3 separate regions of the Mus musculus genome follow, and all the other regions are linked to region 3. Evidence: chromatin contacts called from public Hi-C and promoter capture Hi-C data. All regions are on one chromosome and are shown on one strand. Each heading gives the region's core, a stretch centred on a gene start, on an enhancer-like site or on the middle of the called end of the contact. The rest is flanking DNA. Distances are from core to core; before and after follow the strand shown.

Evidence for each region. Promoter capture Hi-C pulls out the DNA fragments that hold promoters and counts their contacts. A called contact is a pair of places that touch in the nucleus more often than the background predicts.
Region 1: a promoter capture Hi-C map of cranial neural crest shows a contact between it and region 3. The contact joins the promoter of Msx2 here to the promoter of Tfap2a in region 3. A contact is called at or near these places in 1 of 39 promoter capture datasets (cranial neural crest) and 3 of 484 Hi-C or Micro-C datasets (all in embryonic stem cells).
Region 2: a contact with region 3 is called in a Hi-C map of stem cell-derived epiblast-like cells, with 24 times the contacts expected there. The contact joins the promoter of Pitx1 here to the promoter of Tfap2a in region 3. A contact is called at or near these places in 1 of 39 promoter capture datasets (embryonic stem cells), 5 of 484 Hi-C or Micro-C datasets (embryonic stem cells and stem cell-derived epiblast-like cells) and 1 of 115 datasets of contacts at active chromatin or transcription factors (embryonic stem cells).

What each region holds. Positions count from the first base shown.
Region 1 is chr13:53,471,383-53,474,194 of GRCm38.p6, forward strand. It overlaps Msx2 (msh homeobox 2), which reads right to left and starts at 1,398. Exons shown (of 2, transcript NM_013601.2): 1 at 950-1,398. The coding sequence starts at 1,328. It overlaps Gm33763 (a long non-coding RNA gene), which reads left to right. Exons shown (of 4, transcript XR_873406.2): 2 at 2,593-2,812.
Region 2 is chr13:55,830,094-55,832,793 of GRCm38.p6, forward strand. It overlaps Pitx1 (paired-like homeodomain transcription factor 1), which reads right to left and starts at 1,332. Exons shown (of 3, transcript NM_011097.2): 1 at 679-1,332. The coding sequence starts at 847.
Region 3 is chr13:40,732,527-40,735,226 of GRCm38.p6, forward strand. It overlaps Tfap2a (transcription factor AP-2, alpha), which reads right to left and starts at 1,269. Exons shown (of 7, transcript NM_011547.5): 1 at 1,144-1,269. The coding sequence starts at 1,194. It overlaps Gm26688 (predicted gene, 26688), which reads left to right. Exons shown (of 3, transcript NR_125899.1): 2 at 885-1,254; 3 at 1,496-2,636.

The sequences.
Region 1 (2,812 bases), core at 148-2,647, about 13 Mb after region 3:
GCCATCACCCTCAAAAGAGGGGGCAGAGAGCATGGACACCAGACCCCCATGCCCATTGCAAGTATGAATGGTAACCTGGACCAAGCAAGAGCAATCCTCTAAGCACTAGCCACCAAGTCTGAAGGGGTAGCCACAGGTGGCATGCCTCTGCCTGTACTTTGAGGTTCTAGCAAGCAGCCAAATCTGGCGAACTTGTGGCCACCTCACTGTACATTCTCAAGTTCTGAAGGAATGCTGTTAATTATTACTGTGAACCCAGGAGAGCCCACGAGGGTCTGGCCCAAACTAGCTCCCTGCAACACGCAGAACCTAACCAACAACGGACTAGAATACAAGAAGCTTCCTTTCCGAATCAGTCTCTGCCTGCCACCTTCCCTTCATAGGATGGACACTGGAGTTCGAAGACTACCAAGTATGTCTGCTCCATGTCTGGTTAACTTCCAGTTGTCTAGTCTTTATAGTGGGGTGAACTTCATGGGGCTGCCTGTATATTTTGAAGGCCAGCAAAACCACATTTCAATACTCATTTAAAGTGGATCCCAGCCCGGTGTGGTGGTGCACACCAGTTATTCTAGTACTTAGGTGGTGGAGTAAGATGACGAGTTCAAGACCATCCTGAGCTGCATACCAGCACGGGCCACAGGAGACCCTGACTCAACAAAACAAAACAGCGACTCTCCCCTATTTCCCGGGCAGGTACACAAATATGAAGTTTTCGGAGCAGGGGGCTAAGGACTGCAGAAATCAACAACTTGGTTTGGTTTTCAAATGCCAGCCAGCGCTCAGGTACTGCAGATTCCTCGAAGCTAGGGATTCTGGGATGCGGACCGCCCGCTGAACTGGGGTACCAGGGGGGTCAAGAGCATCATCCTGTTAACACCCGTTCCCCAGCCCCTCTGGGACCCCTCGCGCTGGTCCAGCCCGGATCCCGTCCCAGACGCGCACTCACTGGGCGGCGGGGAGTATCTGCCGGGCTCCTGTATCCACGGTGCTCCGTCTTCGGAATTTTCCGACTTGACCGAGGCGGTCTCGAAGGGCTTGACGAGAGGCCCGGGACTGTGAGCGTCCCGGACGCCGTGTCCCGGCAGCAGCAGCGGCCGCAGGACAGCGCCAGCCGAGGCGCAGTCGGGTGGCACCGCGGGCGATTCCTTGGGCGGCTTCTTGTCGGACATGAGCGCCTCCACGCTGAAGGGCAGGCTGGAGACCTTGACCCTGCGTTCCTCTGCGCTGCCCTCGGCTCCTCCAGGCCCGGGACCCGGGCCGGCCAGTACCGCGGGGCCCTCCTCATCCGACGAAAACAAGTCACCGCCTTTAGTCGGAGAAGCCATGACTTTCTGCGCCGCGTAGCTGTCGGCGCGCGACTCCGCTGGCAACTCTCAAGCGAAGACTCCAACTTTTGGGGGGGGAGCCGGCAGGGGCGCGCTGGGAGCCCAGCCTGTCCTCCGAGGGGAAGTGGGAGACTCGGCTCAACCAACTGGCGACGGCCCTGCTCCTGACGCCACGGACGCTCGCCACCGATTGGCTCTCCCTGGAGAGGCTTGGGGCCCTTCCCCCGCCCCGTTTGAAATAAATTAGGAGTTAATTACAGGAGCAGTCAGCAGAGTTGTTATTAGGCGATCCCTCAAGGGTTATAATCGCCCAAACTGAAAAGTCTAAGGCGTAATTAAAGCCGATTGTTTAAAGAGGAAGCTTGCCGAGTCTCATTTCTTGTCTTTTAACCCCTCTTTAAAGTGTTTCTGGTGCCGATCCCACACGCTCCCGCCTGAGAATGTTGGAAATCTGCGGAGGGCATGGAACATTTATAAAGCTCCCACTATGAGCTCAAACTAGTGTATCTTTGTAACTATAATGGAAAACAATAGCAGCATCTTTACTAATAGAAATAGTTTAGGCATGGTCCTTAGTTGTCTTATCTTTGGAGAGTGTTCCAAGACATTAGCTGTAACTCATTCCTTAAGAAAAGGGACAAAGATGAGAAAGGCTGAGAGGTGGTCAAGGGATATTCAACTAATCTCTACCCTTTCTCCCTTTTTTTTTCCTTTAAAACAGACTCTTGCTCTCCAGCTCTGGCTAGCTTAGAAGTCGCTCCCTATCTTACCCAAGATGGTCCTGAACTTGCTACCCCACTGGCTTCGTCCCTGGTGTTGAGAGTGTAGGTGTGCACCAGCAGACCCAGCGCCCATTGGTTCCTGGCAGCTAATTTACACAAATGATCTCCATTTCATACTCTGTCCAAACAGGACAAGTTTTAGAAACTGTCAATGGGGATATTTTCTCACCCCTTGAGTCTCCTCTCTAGGCCCGTGCAAAAGTGTGCTCATGAGGTTTTTTTTTTTTTTTTTTTTTTTTGAGTTTGTGTTTGTCATTGGAGTTCAGGTGTCAGGATAGCATCTGCCTTGGGAGGTGATGGGCAGGGGAGAAGGGTATTTGTGACATTTAGTGTCTTTATTCTCTCTGCAAATAACAGGGTTCGACTTTGCAAACCCAAAGCCTGAATATCTTTGGGGAAAGCTCATCTCACCTGACTTTGAAATTTTAAGCAGCATACCTATCAGGATCCCACCCTAAAGCACACTCTCTATCTAACTGCAGCCCCAAAGCATCAGTGACCAACTGTATCAATGCATGGAAGAAGAGAGTTTTGAGACAGAGGCCTGAAATAATTCTGCACCTCCCTTGCCCGCAAGCCAGCAGGAGCAGAAAGATCGCTGCAAACAACCCATTTCAGGCTGCAGAAGCTTTTTCATAGATCCAAAAACCCATCCGGACTGGTGGGGGAAAGAAGAGCCTGCTAAGCGCTGGTCCCAAACAG
Region 2 (2,700 bases), core at 82-2,581, about 15 Mb after region 3:
CGGGCCCAGCTCAAGAGATCGGGGTTGTTTTGTTTTGTTTTGTTTTTTAAAAGACAACTGGGGGATTTGTGGAGTCGAGAACCCACCCTGGCTGGACCCCTGGTGGCTCTGGGCTGAGGTGTCCACGTGGGCCAGGATCCCCGCTGCAGCAGGGTTCTGCCGGCTCTGCCGGGAGTCAGGCCGCGCCTCCTAGCTGGCTGGCTCTCGCTGTCCCCAGAGCTCGAGCTCGGCTTTACGGACCCCTCTCTTCTAGCCTGCTCTGTGACCCCACCTCTTCTTTTAGGATTCTTTCCTCCATCTGTCAAGGTGTCTCTTTGGGCACTTTGTCTGGCCACCCCTTCTACTCCCTGCACATCTGCTTCTCGCCCTGAGCCCCAGCGACTCCTCAGCAACCAGTTAGGGAAAACTCAACTTTTTTCTCCCGCGTGCTATCTGCTCCTGCTCCAGAGGGGCTGCCAGTCCCACTCAGGGCTTGGCGTGTGGGGGACTGTTTGGAAGTGACTTCGCGTGTGCGTGCGAACGCGCGTGTAAATTTCCGTGTTCATCGTCAGGTTAAGACCAGGGAGGAAAAAGAAAGCTCCTCGCTGCAGAGACGCAGAGGGGACCCGGCTGCGTGCCAAGCCGCCCGGTGTGCGCGGAGGCTGGATGCCCGCCGCGGGTTGGGGGAGCCGCGTTTACCTGGCAGATCAGCGTCGGACGATTCGCTGGCGGAGTTCTCCAGCGGCTCCCGGGGGTCGGCGGCGCGGGCCAGGTGGAAGCTGGGCCCCATGTCGTGCGGTGGTGGTGGCGGTGGCCGCAGCCCCTCCGGTAGCCTCTCCAGGCTCATGCCTCCCTTGAAGGCGTCCATGGAGGTGGGGACCGCAACGGGCGCTCCAGGGGCCGGGGCTGGGAGCTCCCGGCCGCCCAGGCTGCGACCTGTTGGGGACAAGAGAGTGGCGCCTAAGCGGCTGCCCCCCAGGGCTGCCCGCGCCCACAGCGACGCCGTTCGAGCTCCATCGACCTCTCCAGGCTGCGGGACCGGGTTCGGGGCTCGGGGCTCCGCCACGCGCTCCTGCTGCTCCGGCCTCAGCTGCCCGGCCGGCCCGGGCCCCAGTCCCGATTCGAGGCCGGTTTCTAAGGCTCGGGTCGGAGCCCGCAGAGTCTGTCTGAAAACGACAGTGCGCGCAGCCAGGTTCCAGCAGTCCCTGCGCCAGGGGTGGTGGGTGGGGTGGGCCTCGGTGGGAGGGGGCTGGGAGAGAAGGAGGGAGGGCGCGAGCGAGTGAGCAAGCGAGCGAGGGAGCGGGCGCGGGCGGAATCCAGCCTCGAGCCGCCCGCGCCGCGCCCTCCCCGCCGTCCTCCCTCCCTCCCTCTCTCCCTCCCTCCCTCCTGGCCTCGCCCGCGCCCTCCCCGTCGCAGCCACCTTCCCGCCGCCTCACCTCCCCCCCTCTCCCGCGGCCTCACCGCGCCTCTCCCTCCTTCCCCGGTGACACACGAATTTCTCCCTTGGCCGCACAAAAGAAACGCATCTGGCCAGCTAGCCCCGGGCGGCTGGTGCACACCTTGGGGGCCCCAAGTGACTTGTTTCGCTGAGAGTCAACTCCTGTCTGGGCCACCTCAAGTCCCCAGCCACGGGAGAGAACAACTTAGAATGAGTGAAGGTTCGCTGAGCAGGATCGCTCTGAGCCGGCGCCTCCGAGCCAGCGCCAGGGCAGTCAGTGGCAGAGCCGGGGGGCCGGTTCCCGGTTGCTGCAGCTCCCAGCGGTGGTGTCGTCCTCGAGGGGCAGACGGGCCCCTCCTACCTCAGTCGCTTCTCCCAGGAACTCGGGGCCGGCTGAGTGACAGCAGCCTGCGAGCTCTAATGGGCCCCGGATGCTGTCTTCTAATTAGTTTGGACCCTCTCCCCTAAGGCTGCTCTCATGGCCTTCCTCTCTGCACCGCAGTCAATTTTCCGGAATTGGGGTAGAGATGACGGCTTCTAATCAGACGAAACGTTTCTGTTGGCTCTAGGCCATGGCGAGTGGGACTGGAGACCCCAAGAGCCCCACCAGGCCCGTGGCCTTTCCACATCCCCCTTTGTTTTGCACCTACAATGATCAGGTCTTTGGCAGCCACCAGGTAGGCCTTGCCAGCCTCTGCCCTCCTTTAGGGTAACTTTGCTCCAGTGTGGGGCCTACTTTCTGAATTCTCAGGGCTTCAGCAGAGGCCTGGTAGGCCAGGTGACTGATGTCTCACAACCCTGGGCTGGGAGCTTAGGAAGCCTTTGGGTTTTCTCCCGATACACTGCTAGGAAACTGTAGCTCCAGAGCTCCCCCCTCCCCAAGCAAAGACTTTACCCTCTAGGCTCACAAGAGTGGTCCCCTCCTTAGCTCCTCACGCTCCAATGAAGTTTGTCCAAGGATTTTATCCAACAATTGTTAACTGGCCCAGGGACTTCAGCTTCTTGAGTAAACAGGTCACAACTGAGGTGGCCCTGACCTGCCTCTGTAGCCACGGAGGACCCCTAGGCTGTCTCTGGGCCTCACCTGCAGACCTCTCCCCTGAACCAGCCACTGATGGGGTAGACTAGGGCTTAGGAAAGAAGCACTTCTCTGTTCTCCAGTGTCCAGAGCCCAGGACATCATCTTCTCCTGTAGTCATTTCTTGGGTTGGCTCTACAGGTATGTTAGTGGTGGGGACTGCAAGGCTCTGCCTTTGGTCCTTCTCCTACCTTCTCTACCACCA
Region 3 (2,700 bases), core at 19-2,518:
CCGAAAGGGGGGGGGGGGGAAGAAAGAAAGACAGACAGACAGACAGACAGACAGACAGACAGACAGAAAGAAAGAAAGAAAGAAAGAGAGAACAGCGAAAGTCAAGGCTACTACAGATTTGGATAATCACGGGCTTCCCACCCCTCCGTCACACCACTCGCTGATCAGCCCCTTTCAGTGGGGTATGAAAAAAAAAAAACCCACACACACACAACAGGCTGAGGCCATCCCTCCCCCACCCCCCGCACAAGCCGTTGGTTCTTTTTTCATGCCTCCCTGACTGTCCCAAAAGTTATGCTCTGAGGCTCTGGGTTTTAAAATGGGTTCCCAAGGGACGGCCCTCTCTCTGATCCCAGCGGACTATCGGCAACTGGAGACGATCGGCTGTCGCCCCAGGATTTTCAGGGTCCCGCCGCTAAGCACTGGCAGGTAGAAGGGGGATCCCTCCCCCGTCCCCGACTCCCAGAGGCCGGTAACGCACCCACACCCAACCACCACCACGGGGTGTGTCCACCCCGAAGCTCGGCGGGAGAAACTCCTTAGAACTTCAAGGACTATAGCAGCTAAAGAGTGACACCAAGGGCTGACGTGTGGGCTCCCAAGCCGAACGTGCTTTACAGGTCAGGGCGAAGTGTGTGCGCCCTTCTCCAAATGCAAGAAGGGAACGTCTTTAGGGAGAAAGAAAAGAATGAATGAAAAAGGGGGTATTAATGTCAGGGAGGGAGTGAAAGGGGGGACATGGTTTTATTTTCTTCCTGCTACTGTAGGCACCCCCAGGATCTCGCTCAAACACACCAGAGTGCACAGGCACGTGCCCAGTTGCCAGCTTTTTTTTTTTTTTTTTTTTTTTTAAATCCAAGCTCTTCTCTTCCTTCCACTCTCAGGCAGAACCAAAAGTAACCAGGAGAAAAGGGGAAAGAGTGGAACACGAGCTTCGAAAGACAAAAGTGAAAGAACCGAGATCCATGTCCACTATCTCCAGCGTCTCCCCTGTGCTATTCGGGCGACATGGAGGGGTGGGAGCTGCGCGGGTGTTAAGTTTGTCCCACTCGCATTTCGCGTGGAGAGAAGGAGGAGGAGGAGAGGGAGGGTCGATCTCCAAGCCTGTGGCCGCAAGGATGACTGAGTCGGCGCCGCGCTTACCTCGCAGTCTTCGTACTTGATATTATCCGTCAGTTTCCAAAGCATTTTCATGGATCGGCGTGATCGGATTTGCCCCTCTGCGCCTCGCACCCCAGCGGAGCTACTCTCTGGGTTAGCGCAAAGTGCGGGCTGCGGGCGGTGAGCAAAAGAGGAGGAGGGGGGGAGGAGGAGAGGAGGGCGAGGAGGAGGAGAAGGGTAGGAAGGGGGAGGAGGAGGTGGAGGTAGAGGAGGAGGAGGGCCAGGAGAAGGGCGAGGAGGGAGGAGGAGAGAAGGGTTAGAGAGCTCCCGTGTGCGCTCGGAGATCTCCCTCTAATGGTAGAAACTTTTCCCTTTTCCTGCTCCTCGCGAACAGCCTAATCGCCTCATTAGCATATCAACAATAGTCCAATTGCTCGCCAGGACCACAATCTGCCGCCGGCCGCTCCGACCCAGGTATAAAGGCCTCTTCTAGCCGCTAACTTGCTCCTAGAGCACTTGCCTGCATGCCAGCCTGCAAGCCCAACAACTCTTCCTAGAGCTCCAGCACCCTCCCTGTTCGAGCGTCCCCTATCCCCAATTTCATCTCTTTCCCCTTCGCCTGTCTTCGGGTCCTGCTAGCCAAAGATGCTTTGGATAAAGCTCTGTACTACGCAGGGTACCAGCGGCGGCGCCTAGGGACCAACTTTTAGTACCCCACCTCCCACTCTTACTACAACCGCCACTATCTGCCTTTCGTCCCCGTCCGATTTTATTAGAAATCATTATCCCTTTCGCAATGAACCGTAGCCACCAAACCAGGACCAGCAAAGTCACTCCAAGAATTTTGCCCAACTAGAGATCGCCTCCGCTCACGGCTGTTACCCCCTCGGGCTGCAGCGCCCTGGGAGTTTTATTAGCTTTGCGCTCCCCCCTCCCCCCAGGTTGGAGATTCTGCCAGCCGGCTCCGGTGGCTCGGTTGGGGTTTGCGATCTCTTAATTGCTACGTGTAAAATAAAAGTTGTACCCTGAAGAGGTTACTCGACAGATCCGGGGGTTAAATGATTTTCCTCCGGTTTGTATGAAGCTGAATCGGACTGACTATTCATCCGGGCGTTTGGACTGTAAGGTTTCCCAGGTGCAACGTGGACAACAACACAGAATTCGGATGGGGATGCACAACCCCTTCTGGAGTGAGCCAAACCGCAGACCCATGAGCTCCTGCGACTCTCCATGCGGTGTCGTACATGCATCAAAATAAAACATTAGGAACCAACTCTTCCTGTGCAAATCGGCTCCAGTTTTCCCAAGATTCTCCTTTTTAATTAAAGAAGGACGCGACCCTTTATGACTTGATGTTACTAACGCCGGCGTTTTGGCGGCGCAATGGCCGGCTGGTGAAGAACCTGAAGGCAGGAGACACCCCTTCCCCAAGTTGGCCACTCCTGACTCCGCCCAGGGGCTTACTCACTCCACCGGGACCCTTCCTCCCTTACTGCAATTATTCTAAAGTAAGATATTAAAAAAAAAAAAACACTAAAGACTTTAATGTGACACTCTGATATAGAGGGATTTCTCTGGCTGAGTTTTCCCACTAGCACT